Linked DNA regions of Anas platyrhynchos: region 2 is linked to region 1. A link is a contact called in public Hi-C data. All regions are on one chromosome and are shown on one strand. The core of a region is the stretch at or near the end of the contact, and the rest is flanking DNA. Distances in the headings are between cores, read along the strand shown.

What was found. Hi-C and Micro-C count contacts between places; a contact is called where the count stands out from the background.
Region 2: a contact with region 1 is called in a Hi-C map of skeletal muscle, with 2.2 times the contacts expected there. The contact joins two enhancer-like sites. A contact is called at or near these places in 2 of 8 Hi-C or Micro-C datasets (liver and skeletal muscle).

What each region holds. Positions count from the first base shown.
Region 1 is chr1:124,848,258-124,855,179 of IASCAAS_PekinDuck_T2T, reverse strand. AGPAT3 (1-acylglycerol-3-phosphate O-acyltransferase 3) reads left to right here. Exons shown (of 10, transcript XM_072028185.1): 8 at 1,912-1,987; 9 at 4,115-4,313; 10 at 4,793-6,922. The coding sequence ends at 4,881. Among named protein-coding and RNA genes, the nearest start is that of TRAPPC10, 23 kb to the right of the region's middle. Within about 2 kb of position 3,594, at least 1 of the 8 cell types and tissues checked has an H3K27ac peak or open chromatin away from gene starts, as enhancers often do.
Region 2 is chr1:124,974,750-124,981,671 of IASCAAS_PekinDuck_T2T, reverse strand. All of the region lies in intron 1 of LOC110351498 (a long non-coding RNA gene), which reads left to right. Among named protein-coding and RNA genes, the nearest start is that of AGPAT3, 44 kb to the right of the region's middle. Within about 2 kb of position 3,096, at least 1 of the 8 cell types and tissues checked has an H3K27ac peak or open chromatin away from gene starts, as enhancers often do.

The sequences.
Region 1 (6,922 bases), core at 2,345-4,844:
CCTGATGAGGAAAGTGAGCAGACGACTTACCAGTTAGTGAAACAGCATGTAAGGTAGTTGCCACCTCTGATTCCTGGTGCTACGTGTGTGTTGCATATTTACCTAGATCCAGGGTGCACGTGCATGGATGTACATCTGGATAGTTATACACCGAGCAGCTGCATTCAGTTAAATTATTCAGTTAAATATCCTATGGCTTGGATATTATAACTGAGATGCAAGTTGGTCTCCTCTATTGTTGAGGAGAGAAGAGAAATGTTTTCATTAGTCTTTAGAAGAGATTTGGTTTCATAAAATTCTGTCAGATAGTGTTGCCAGGTGAAATTGCTAATTACCCTGTTGAAGAAGGTAATAACTATGTTGTTCAGTAATGTTGATTTATAACATGCTTGTGGACTGAATCGACGTTCTCAAGATGCTTTTCTGTACTTGAAGCTTCCGCACTGTATCAGGGAGGAAACCATTATAAAAAAAAAAAAAACAACAACTATTTTTACAGTCTTCTTGCTGAAAATTAAGCATGTCCTTGATGTGCCAGCAGACTTGGCTTAGGTAGAGAAAGGAAGCATGTAAGCTCTTGTTCTTCATATATGCGTATGAAGCTAACTGTGTAGAGGTAAGAAGCTTAGCTCCCTGGGGATGATCCAGTCTTTCTCCTGACAGGCTCCAGAGAAACTGATTAGCTAAATTAGTAAATGTTGTTGCTGTGAGTACCCTCTAGTGGTGGTACCAGTACAGTAACGATTTTAGCAGAGAGCTTTCAGCAAATGAGCTTTTTTTACTGAGCTTTTGTTGAGCATTGTTTATATTAATTGAGAATCTCCTCCTGTTAGAGCTATTAGAAAGAAATCTGTAAAACCTAGTTTTCGATTTGTTTATAGGATGCAGAAGCTATTAAAAGTGCATTAGAATATCTTCCTTCTGCTGCTGCTGACTCAAAGGCTTTAACTTGCACTGTGGAAACATATTCCCTGGTTGAACAACACCAGATAAGTTGTCTGTGGGATCACTGTGTCTGTAGCTCTCCTAAAAGCCAGAGTTATGTTTTTACTGCCTGCCCTGCTGGAAGAGGGGCCTGATGCCAATGTATGAATGTTAACAAAATGTTTCAGCTTGAGGGTAGGAGGTGTGTGTGCCTGCCCTATACAAACCAAGCAACTTCTTTCTGAGTTGATCCAGGATGTGGAGTTGTGTGCCACTGAGAAAGGAGACACCACAGACATGCCATTAACATGCTCACATATCAGAACATGAAAGAATGCAGGAAAATAAGTTGACTCTTCACAACTAGAAAGAGAATCTTAAAAGGCGCCTGTGCTCAGTGAGGTCAGGTCAGTACCCAGAGCTGGGCATGATTTTCCTGTGCACTCAGAACTCTGTCTCTACCTGTATGGCCAGAGAGGCAGAGGGAGAGAAGAAATGCAGCCTCTGTAGAAGATGTTTTCCTTAGAGTTGGTACACAGTGAATTTTTAACCACCCACCTCTCATTTCTTCATTTTTTCCCCTCATTAGCAGAATGTAACAAACAGTTATCCTGGGTTTTGTCACTTTTGCTTGACTTTTTCCAGCTCTGGGTGCTTCATTCTGAGCTCACTGGAAATCAAACAGTGGTGGTTCCAGTGAGAGGGCAATAGCGTTTTAATAGGAAATGCTTACTTAACTAATGTGCTCTAAAATTGATGGATGCTGATACAGTTTGACTTAGGAATCTGTGTTTTTGGCAGAGGATCAGGGGTTATTAAAGTCCCAGTTCTTCTGCACTTCAGAGCTCTGCCATTGGTGACAGTATTACTTCTAGTTTGTGCCCTTTATTAAATGGGAAGTCTTCCCTCATAGAGGTCTAAAGTCAAGCACCTAGATTTTGGCTTAATTCTTTTTCTTTTTTTTTTTTAATCTCTCTACTAAACTAGGAGATTTCCTCTGGAAGATATCCCTCAAGATGAAAAGGAAGCTGCAAACTGGCTTCATAAGCTTTACCAAGAAAAGGTAAATGGCTTTGCTTTCTTTTCTCCCTTTCAGGACTTCTAGGGAAGTGTGTTAAGGAACTGAGAAATGCCCACCATTCCTCTGAGGGGAGAGAAGAGATGAAAATATTGTAAATAATTTGGCAGCCATCCTTCAGACTGCTGGAAGGAACATTGCAGACGAGCTGTAAGGGAGCCCCTTGGCCACAGAGGGATGGCTAGTGAGTAGGCCTCAAATTGCTGGGAAGCACAATGGGATTCAGAGTTGAGGCTGAGTTGTGAAGACTAATAGCAATCTACCATCTCCTTATGTTCTTCATCTCCCAGATCTCTGTCATACACTTCTAAAAGCTCCATATTCCCTGTGACGTTTTTACGTACTCAAGAACTGTATGTTGGGGCAGCCACTCGAGGCTCTTTGCCGTAATTGTCCTTTGCTTTCATGTTGCTTTCCTCCTGCCTTCATGTGATACCAGTGCAGTGGTCTGTGACACAGTACAGATAGTCCCAGAGATCTGCTGCCAGGGACTGATGTACCACAAGGCCAGCGGGCCTTTGGAGGGCTTAAAGGTTTCTCTCATTTTTCTTTTATTCTGTTAGATGGTTACTTTCTTGACTGCAGACTTGAACAGTCCTGTGGGGAGGAAGAGAGAACTGTAATTTGCTTTGCCCAGCTCTAATTGGTAGATTGTTGAGCTTCAAATGTGTATCTTACTCTTCTGTGAGGGAAAATGTAGGCAGCAAGTTATAAGGGTCTGGAAGTTTCATTTTGTTCATTTTAACCTAATTTGTTTGAATACCTAAACTCTAATGTGATTCAAGTGGAGAGAAGTTACCTTACAAAGAGCAGTAGCGACCATCATCCATATGCCCCCCTAGTACCACACCTCCCTTCGGCAGGGCTATCAAACTGGCTTGTGAGTCAGTGTAATACAGGATTAGAGAGCTTAAAAAAGAAAAAAAGACACTTGAATCCTGTCTCCTGCTATCATGTATGTGCCTTTATCTAACTCCCTTGTCTTCGAAGAGACTCACAGAGGTGAGAATTCCTTCTGAAATTGTGTGGTTTGAGGAGCAAACATCAAGATGCGTTGTTGAGGGCCCTTCTTCCTCAGTTTCTTTGTTAAGCAGTAAATACAGGTGCAGCCCAGAGCATCCACTCTGCTTGGCTCTGTTCCTTGGGCACAGTGCTCTGCTGTGCTTGCAAATGGAGGTCTCGGTGTTCCTTGCTGATGTTTGCTGTACTTCATTCAACTTCGGCGAGAGGTGTTGTCAGGGGAGGTATTATTTATATATATGGGTATTGTATATATTGATCTTATGGTGGGAGCAATATGTTGTAACTGGAATCCTTGAAATCGATGCAGTGTACAGTGCTCCTGTACAGTAGGTACGTCCTCAAAAGGCTGTGTTATTGGCAAGAAATGCCTTGAGCTTCTCAGCCCCATCATAAGGGAAGTTAAAAGAAAACAGCTTAAGTAGAGGAAAAAAAAAAAAAAAAGAAATAGCCTAACCTGAACCATCCTTGGTAATGGCTTGGAAATCTCACAGAGCAGTCATACAAACCGGAGGGGGAATATGGGCATGCCACTCCTTCCTGTTAGTTGTTTTGTGATTGCATCTGTCTGCAGGCTCAGTTGAGAATGCAACTGCTCTGTTGAAGTTTTGTGGTTATGTACAGTGCTGTCTAAGCTGGTCAGCTTGTGCTTTGCCTTCTTTTAGTTGTATATGTAGCACTTTTCTGCTGTGACTTCCAGAAAAGTCAACATGATTTAGTAAGTAAAAACAGGAAGAAAAACATCCAGCAAAAAGGCAAGTATTGTCTGAATTGACCCCTGGCCTGACACTGCCCTAAATTCCTGAGAAATTAAGAGAGCAGATGAACATATTTGGTAGTGGAAAGGATAATATTGTTTCAGTTTTTATTGTGACCAACATGGCCTTCAAAGGACTAGTACAGTAGCCTTGGCAGCCAACAGAAATGCCCAAACAGCAAAAATGCAAAAACAGCAGATGGAAATGGATGCCATGTAGTCTTGACAGACATTTACCACAGATGACATCCTTGATGTTGTTCTGGAGTTGACTAGTCTTGGATTGCTTAATGCAAACATCATGAATGTTTTTTCATCTGTCTTCTTTCTCTCAGGATGCTTTGCAAGAGATGTATAATCAGGAAGGCGTATTTCCTGGCCAGCAGTTTAAACCTCCTAGGAGACCATGGACTCTCCTAAACTTTCTTTTCTGGGCCACAGTTCTCCTCTCGCCTCTCTTCACGTTTGGCTTTGGAGTTTTTGCAAGTGGATCACCTCTTCTTATCCTTGCATTCCTGGGATTTGTTGGAGCAGGTAATAAAAGCAGAGATGTTAAGTATAGTAACGTGTAACAGGATCCGTTAGCTTTAAGTTCTGTGTATTAATGAATATCAATGGGACATGCAGAAGAGTACTTGGGGCTCATTATGTAGTCTTTTTATCTTATATAGCATTTTTATCACTTGAAAAGCATTAATCCAGGCAGACTTGCCTTCATATTTTAGGCAGTATCTGTAGCAATCAATAGCAAGTGGGTCTTGTAGCCCATTGCTTTGGTGCCTAAAGGAGAAAATACTGACTGTGCACCTTGTTTGTGATACTTAAAAAATTAAAAATAAAATTAAAGTTCATATGCAGCTTCATGCAGTGCACAGCTGAAAAGCAGCATTTTGTAATTGCTACTGACTTCAGGCTTTCAATAACTTATAACTCTTCTTGTGTGTTTACATGTAACTTCCTATATCCTTGAACTGGTTTTAATATGTCTCCCTTTTCTCTGTTGTGTTTTAAAGCTTCCTTTGGAGTTCGTAGACTGATAGGAGTAACTGAAATAGAAAAAGGCTCCAGCTACGGCAACCAAGAATTCAAGAAAAAGGAATAACTGACAGCTGCAGTTCAGCACATATAACCAGACTATGGTACCTGATTAACTTCAGTTAAAAAAACAAACACTTAGAAACTATCTTTTTCTTAATAACTGATGACTAATATTAATGAATAAAACTTGAGCCAAGAATGAAGAATTTGGAGGCATCAACTGAAAAGAACGCATCAACTTTCTGCCTGTTTAAGGATTACTGTAGTCAAACTATGGGAGAAAATCTGGGGTGGGGGGGAGGAGGAAATTAATTTTTCTTGCTTTGTTGGGGGTCCATGGGTGGGGGGAGAAGAGAGGTCATTGGGCATGGCCATGTGCATCGTCAGATGACTGAATACACTGGTTTCTGTCAAGAGCACTACACTCACTTTTACAACAGGAGCCATTGAATGTTTCCTCTTGCTAAAGCCAACATTGCGTTTGTTGATTTTCAACTTTTTTATTAATGATCCAGGAAAAAACCATTCTTTAATTAATTATAGATGTTCACTGGATTAGTCTCTTTGGAAAGGTTGTGTTTTCATGGCTACAGATTAAATCCTATTTGTATGTTACACTGATACGTTTTATTTTCAGGCAACATCTTAAAACTTCTATAATACAAGAGAACACAATGGAGTTTGGAAGCAGGGCGTTACTGATCAGCACGTGACGTAGAACAGATCCACTAGTATTAAAAGAGTATAAAATTATCATCATATCTCCTGCCAATTGCTCAAGGCTGTTTAATTTCTAAGTATTACCTCAGTCTTGAGTGTTGTTAGCCCCGTTTCACATTGTGTATGTATGTAATTTTGAATCTGTTTGCGTTTGTTTTGTTTCCTGAATTAATTTTGACCGTGGGATTTGGAGTTGTGCAAAGAAGGAAATTTATTCAATTGTCCTGATGTTTTTTTTCCTTTTATTTCTGTTCACGTCTGTCATCACCAAAGTCCAGTTCAACCAAGATCCCTCAGTAAACTGGGGGATAACAGCAGAAACTAGCACAATAGTTTTCAAAATGTTGTATATTACAAACATTCTGAAAGGAGAGGTCTGTAGCAATCAGATTCCAAACACCGGTATCTCTTGAACTTCTGGTGGGAGTTTTGACATTGATTCCAGTGGGGGCCAGGATCTTACCCTGTGTGCTGTAATGGTAGGGTGTGCTGCACTTTCTACTTGGTCGTGTTATAGATATTAATGTGAAGAATATTGCAAGGTGAGTTGTGCTGTTAAGCATTAGAATGAGTGTGGGGTCTCTTCAGGGATTTAAATATCTTTAGTTTTGCTTGTTGTCCTTTGGATTTTTTCACTAAAATAGAGATCAGAATCATGGCTGTACCTCTTATTTTTTCATAAACGCACATTCTAAGATTTTTGCAGATCGCTGCTGTATGCACTGCTGCGGAATTATTCTCAAGTAGGTGGGAGCTACTTATATGTTTGTCTGAAGGCCAAAATCTGCATTTGGCTATATTCAGAAGTTGGTGAAATGGGTTGCAGATCCTACAGCTGAGGGCAGAAGCCAACCCTTGAGGTCTGCTATTTTAGCTGCCACTTAGAATATTTATCTCACTTTTGCAAACAGCAGATCTTATCAGAGCACCAATTGTTATTTTTCGTCTTTGCTCTAGCAATCACAATAAGAGTAATCATCTACCTTCTTTTCATATTTACTCTGTTAGAATGTAACCTCTTCTCCCACAGGTTTTTCTGTCTAGAAGAGCAATTTTGTAACTTGGAAAAATATTTTACTGTGGATCATTAGTCACTGTTCTGTCATGCACTTGATTTTTATTAGTGGTCTTTCCAACAGAATGATTTGAAGGATGACCCGTGTTGTCTGTCTCCTGAGACTCATCCTCACTGAATCATTGTACCTGTATCTCCAGCATTAGTGTGTCATCTTTCTACCCTACAAAAAGCCTTCCCTAAGACAGGGGATACAAAACTGTCGTTCATGGTGGTGGAAATTGGAATAAGATTTGGGAATTGAGGAGAACAGATCGTAGCCATGACTCTGTTTTCCTTACTGAGTGTTTTTGTACTCTGTCTTTAAATA
Region 2 (6,922 bases), core at 1,847-4,346, 130 kb before region 1:
TTCATGGGGAGGGTGGTCAAGCATTGGAGAGGGCTGCCCAGGGATGTGGAGGAGCCCCCAGCTCTGGAGGCATTATGAGAGACATGGGGACGTGGCACTGAGGGGCATGGCTTAGTGATGGGACTCAGTAGGTCAGGCTGATGGTTGGACTTGACGATGTTGAAGGACTTTTCCAGCCTAGGTGATTCTATGATTTATTGCAGCCACAGCAGTCGGAATGGCCGCAGAGTTCTTTAAAATAAATCCATCACAGACTTAAAAAATAATAATAATTATTGGGATGTTACCTCCAAGCATCTCTGAGAGGCTTGTTTTCCTTCTCTAGAGCAAGCTGGTGAGCTGCCACACACCTTCCCAGGCTCACCTGCTCAGGTGAGACCCAGGTGGGTGAAGATCATTCTCAGCACCTGGCTGAACCCACAACTCATGAGCTTGCTGGGAGGCCTTGGGATAGGTTCAACTCCCAGCATGAAGGTTCTTTCTGCAGGAGTCCTGGTGGTCTATAAAAAACATTGACAGCGAGCCTCCTGCTTTGTGCAGACAAAAGGAGATGGGAAGTGGAAAAGAAAGATGAAAAAGAACAATCTCTGCAGTGTTAAATGGGCAAAAATGCAATGGAGAGAAAAAGAAAAAAATAATAGAAAGACTTAAAAAAACACAACAACAACAGAGTTTTGTTCTCAAGTGTTCAGAAGGAAATGACCGTTACTGTGGTGTATTTAATGGCTTTGGAAAATACTGTAGAGGATCTAGTTTGCCTTTTCCTGGCCTGTTACGGTAGCACTGCACTTGCATCTGGGCTGGAAACTTCCTGATCATGCCACAGAGCAAATGGTGTGGTCGGGCTCAGCACTTGGTGGCAGTGCTGCTGTTCTGGCTGAACATGCCCTGTGCCACATATTTGTCTAGGAAAGGTGGAAACGGGGCTTTTCTTTTCACAGTAAAAAAGGCTATGTCCAGGTCATCCCCATCTAACCTCCCAAAGTCTCATAAACATGAACAGGTGGTGCTTGAACTGAAGCTGATGAGTAGTCCCACAAGAAGTTAATGGTTCTTCCCTGTCACAAAACTAAGCATGTCTATGAGCTACCACACAGCCTCCCGGATGTGATGGGAGGCTCTTCAGGATCCTTCCTGAAAAGAGGCAGAGTGTCCTGGTCCAGTGAAAGTAAAACGTGACCTTCCACAGTCAGTGCTATCTCTGTGCCCCCATACTTCTGCCCCTGTAGACAAGGGAATAACATTTCTGTCTTGTAAAGAAGAGCTGTGAGGTAAACTCACTTGTGTGTGAAGCAGTTGAATGTCACAGATATGAGGGACTTGCAAGCAGGTGGGCAAATGTGGCAGTCAGTGGGGTGGAGTTGGGGGTGCTGTGGCATGCCTGGGGTACTATCCCTCCCCCTCCTTATTTTGGAGCCCATGAGTGAGCCTGTTTTCTCAAGGAAATCCTGGCTTTGCTCATCTTTGGTGGCATCACAGTGCACTTGCTCAGGCATTATCCTCCTACCTTCAGTCTGTGAAAGAACAAAAGCCCACACCAACCTCCCCTGTCACTAATGTGTCTGGGCTTTCTCCAGACACCAATATCACCTCCAGACCTATTTTATGGCTAGCCACAGCTGCAGCATGCAGGGAACTCTGAGGGTGGTCGGGCCCTGGCACAGGCTGCCCAGAGAAGCTGTGGGTGCCCCATCCCTGGAGGTGCTCAAGGCCAGGCTGGATGGGGCTTTGGGCAGCCTGGGCTGGGGGGAGGTGTCCCTGCCCATGGCAGGGGGGCGGAACCAGGTGGTCTTTAAGGTCCCTTCCAACCCAAACCAGGCTGTGGTTCTGTGAGTCTATGACTCTGTGAACCCAGCAGGACCAAGCCGAGCACATGTTGTCTGCCTGCTGTGGGACAGAGGCTCCTGGCCGGTCCTTGCTGTTTGGATTTGGCACTGGCGTGGCTGTGCAGAGGTACCACAAGTATTCAAATCTACCTCACCTGAACAGCAAACTGAAGGAAGATGGGCTGGCATGGGGCTGAGGCTAAGCTGGACCAACCTGCTGGCAATGATTTCTCTGTGCTGCTGTGCCCAGCTGGTTGTCATTAATATGAGCAGGGTGTGTGTGTGTGTGTGTGTTTTAACCACCTCTTGCTCTCCTTTAATAACTCTGCGGCCTCCAATTTTCCATGGAATGAGTATATTTTGTCTCTCATAGCTGTACAAATGATTCTGGGATGCTCATGTACCTCAGTGATGTGTGTGTATAGGTACGCATTTGTCCCCTCGTGGAATCAATGTGCAGCAAATCTCCCTAAGAGACCCCTGTACCTCAGAAGAAAAAGGGTTTGGCTGTGGACCAAGCGGAGTGATTTTATTGCAGTTTGGTTACTGCTTAACTTTCGTTAATCTGTGGTGAATGCACATTTTAAGTGAACAAGCACAAGTGATAATCTAAACGCTTTAAAACTTAGCGTGACTGGGCCCAGGGTTTACTCTCGAGTTATCATTAGAGCAGCATAGTCACGTTGAGCTGATACTGATAAACCCTTCTCATCCTTTGGTCTTCTGTCAGCCCTGGAGAGCAAGGGGAAAAACAAACTGAAAGGGCTCTAGCTAGCTGACTGCCCAAGACTACACAAAATTCATCTAAAAATAGCAAGTTGTTGTTATAATAGACATGCAGAAAAACAGGACAGATTATGATAAAGTAAAAGGCTCCCCCTTCTGTCCTTTGCAAAAAATTCACTTGAGTGAGCTCTCTATCAAATAAAACCTTGATGAGTAGAGCATGTGTTTAATTGTCTGAAGGTGCATCCCACATGGGAAACCCCGAAACTCATGTGGTGCCTGCTGTGGCAGTCCAGGAACACAGGTCTCGAGGGTGCTGTGCAGTCAAGAAATTCAGATTGTAGTTCAGCAGTTCGTGAACCTTGTCCTGAAGTGCTGACCTTCAGGGCACCGTGTGGCCCCACATGCTGTGCTCAATGCTGGAGCTGAAGTGTAGCAGGGAAGGAAGAAGGATCTTGGCTTTTGGAGGGTCTTTTAACCCTTTTTTTCATCTTAAAACGTGGTTTTAATTAGCTGACACTCTGTGTGGGCTTGCAAAGAGCCAAGGCAAGGCTGAAAGAGAGGAACTGTATGGTGGTTTCCATTTCAAAATGAAGTGACTCATAATCCAAGGCATTAACCCATGACCTTCATGATTATAAATTGATTTTGGTCTTAATTCACTTTTAAAGGACTGGGGTTTTCTTTGCCTTTTTCTTGAAGGCTCTAATTCCACCTCAGGACTGTGGAATCAGCCTGGGGAAATCTTTCATAAGCCCTGGAGAGGGGGGATGGAGCAGGCAAGAGCTGTAAGGCTACAATGCCTGTACATGCATGTGCAGGGTACCTCCAGCACTGCCCCTTGAAAGTGTTTCAGCTATAGCCAGCAATTCTGCTAACGTGTTTTCCAAGAGATGCCCAGTGGGTAGAAATCTCTGTTATTCCATCCCCCGAGGGCTATCAGGTCTGGAAAGCTCTTCACCCCCTCCAGACTAGCCTACTGACACGGTGCCCCGTTTAAGTAAACTTTCAAAGACACAGAAGTGGTTCAGGAGCAGTTTCATGCTGACCTTGGGACTGGAGCAAAACCTCGCTGAACTCTTGTGGTGTGCATTGAGGTGAAGGGTGCTTTTTGCCCTGTGCTGGTCCAGGAGCCAGGGACAAGCTAAACAATAACTTGGGAATTGAAGCCCAGTGGTCTTAAAGAAATGCAAAGCAGAGTTGTTCATGGTGCATGTTGTTTTTTTGTAGCTTAGGGTCAAATTCCTCCTTCCAAAAACCACCTGGTACTCGCCACATAGGGTCATTGAAAAGACAGAGAAGGAATGTGGAGTATTCCTCTGCAAGGTTATTTAGCAATACCACTTGAAGGTATCAATGCTCTGCAGCCTTGCTCCCTCACACTCATGCAACAAACACTTCTATTGATGGCACACTGATGAACCTCCCTGGTTCTCCAAGATGCTTTCATAGTAGTAACTCTGTCCCCACCAGCTCTCTTCCTTGTTGCTTACTATTAACATTTGCTTTTCTAAACAAAACAAAAAAAAAAGGTGATGTTTTGTATGTAGTTCATGTCATGAGTTTAGCATATTTTTAAATTATTATATTTTATTGAAAGAGAGGTGAACATTGACCAAGGGGGGCTGAGGTCTACCTATTTTCACCTCAGACTGCTCCCTGCCCAGTGTTTGGCACTGGTTTCTGTCTCTCCTGGAAAAGTCGTAAGTTAAACCGGCCTCCACAAGAGCCTCCTCCCCTCTTGATTTGACCCACCCTCTCACTGTTTGAGGCCCCACCAAACTGCCAGACGTTCCTGTCAAACTATTCCTGGCTCTGGCCGTCTCACACCCCAGCCATCCACAGAAGAAAATATGATGAGGAGCCCCAAGACCTGTGTTTACCTCCTTTTGCCAGGCTGAAATCACATCCTTTATGGGAAACTCGATGGGGAACCTTTGCCTCTGCTGCTCAGCCCAGCACTGCCCAGGTCTCCCACCCTCTGGACTCCTTGCCCTGTGCCACCAGCTTTGTCTTTGGAGGATGTATTTCTTTCCATCCGCTGGTAATTCCCTTTAGGAGCAGTCAGATCTTGCTCTCCATGAGTCACCATTACCCAACCTACTGTAATTTTGTAATACTTTGATAAGTTTCCTGCAGTGTCTTATTTGATCTGTTCCACATATTTTCCTCTGTGTCTAGTCACCCCTCATTCTGCTTCAAATCCTGCAATGCTTGCTTGTTCTCCCTCCTCGCTTCCCTGCTTTGCATTCATACTGAAAACTGAGACGTGCAAAGGTGTTGTGATCTGCTTTCATTATTTTTTTTCCCCTCTTGTGACTTTGAGTTAAAGAACAGAGAAAAGCAATGGGAAATTCTAATTTAGTAACAGTTTATTAAAGAAATAAATTGGTTACTGGTGCTCTTCAATATTAAACTTGTTATCTGTTCAATAACTGTTAGCTGGACTTCTCGAAAACCTCATTAACCAAGCATCTGGTTTTATAGATGCATTTCTTAAGGTCTTAGATGCTTCCTGCAACTATCTAGCCATTGCAGGGAACTTATAAACATATCCAGATAACTAGTGCAAGGCAAGTAAATCCCTTCAACACGATGCTCTGCTAAGCATTCAGGCAGGCTCCCAGACTCCTCCCTTGTAGCTCATGGCTATGTCACGATATACAGCTACCCACCTCCTTCAGATCTGTCAAAATCTATGCATTTTAATCACACTGCCCTCAGACCTCAAACATACATGGTGCACGAAGAGCTTTTCTGGAGTCCATACCAACTCAGAGCACCAGACCAGCATGGCCAAGGTGGGACTGTGTTGGCCATCCTTAGAAACGAAGGGTCAGTTTCAGCCCCTGTTTTTCTGCTTTCTCTCCCTTGCATGCCTAGGGAGCTCAGTAGAATCAATCATAGAATCGCAGTCATGTTGGAAAAGACCTCTAAGATCTTTAGGTCCAGCCATGTAGAGCTTAGGGATATGGTTTAGTGGGGACTCTTAGTGTTAGGTCAGAGGTTGGACTCGATGATCTTGAGGTCTCTTCCAACCTAGAAAAGGTGATTCTGTGTGATTAAACACCTCCCTTACCTGGCTCTCTTGCAGGCAGAAGGTTCCCTCACTCACACCAGTGCTACGGGCAGTACTGGGGACAGTCTGTGGGGTGAGCTACAACTCTACCATGAAGGGCTCATCCTGGGCAGCCAGGGGCAGGTGGTACTCCTCTCCACCATTTCCTTGATAGTTTTCAACTCACTGGAGATACCTCCCACACCGACTGCTTTCTAAAGCTTTGGATTTGTTTTGCACGACTCCCCACTACTGCTGTCCATGCTCCTTAGATCTACGCTGTGCCTACAGATACAAGGTGTGCAGCTCATTATTGCTTTATGTCTCTTGTTTCATACTGCTCTTACTACTGCAAGGGGCTGGTCCAAGCCCGATCCAGCCCTTGGGAGGTGTTTGGCACTCTGAATGTTACTCATGTGCTTTGAACCTCAGAGCCTGTGGTGGCCTGAGCAGAGGCAGCCCATCTGTCACCGCCTGTATACCTCCTGCCCTCATGTGAACGTGCATGATGCTCTCTGCTGCCTCTTCTTCAGATTTGGGGCAGCTAATTACCTCCTGCCGTTTGCTGTCTGATCAGTCCTGATGCCGCTCTTGCCCTTTTCTTGGATGCATAATTTGGGGGAGATAGTGACAGATCACTTCCACATCCCAGGGACTATTTGACCCTAAATTAATTAAAAGCACTTTCAACTCTACCCCTATTATAGCAGCTTTCAAACAGACTCTAACAACCTACACACTCTAATGATCATTTCACTAACAACCTAATTTACTACAGGATCTTCCTTAAGAGTACTGCTATGGACAGAAACAAACAGCTTTTAATCAGGGCTGCTCATTAGCAGCAGCAATCAGTTTGGCAGGTAGCACAGGCCACCGCTCTGCCTCTTGATGCATGTGCTCATTAACAGAGAAGGACGGAGGAGAGCTGAGACCTTTCGTCTTCAAAGCATTACTACAGATTGAACACCTTCCTGACTCAATTCAAATGCTGCTCTTCAGAGCTTACTGTGCAAAACTGGTTTTGGTCAGCATTATGGGCTTACCAAAGACAAATGCTCGGGAATCCAGTGCTTTGGATAATTTTTTTATATTTTTTTAGCTGAATATTACTTGGGGCATTGGATGTGTAAGCATGCTCACATGAGTTTGTGAAAGAGTTTGATGGAGGCTGGCTAGAAGGGATTTAGCTTGGGATTTCTCTGGGAGAGCAGGGCTTTGTGTGGTCTTGTTAACGAACAAGCTGACAGCAAATTCCTGGGATGCTGTTCTGTTTCTTCTCACAACTGGAGTAACTTGAGTGCCTCAGTCA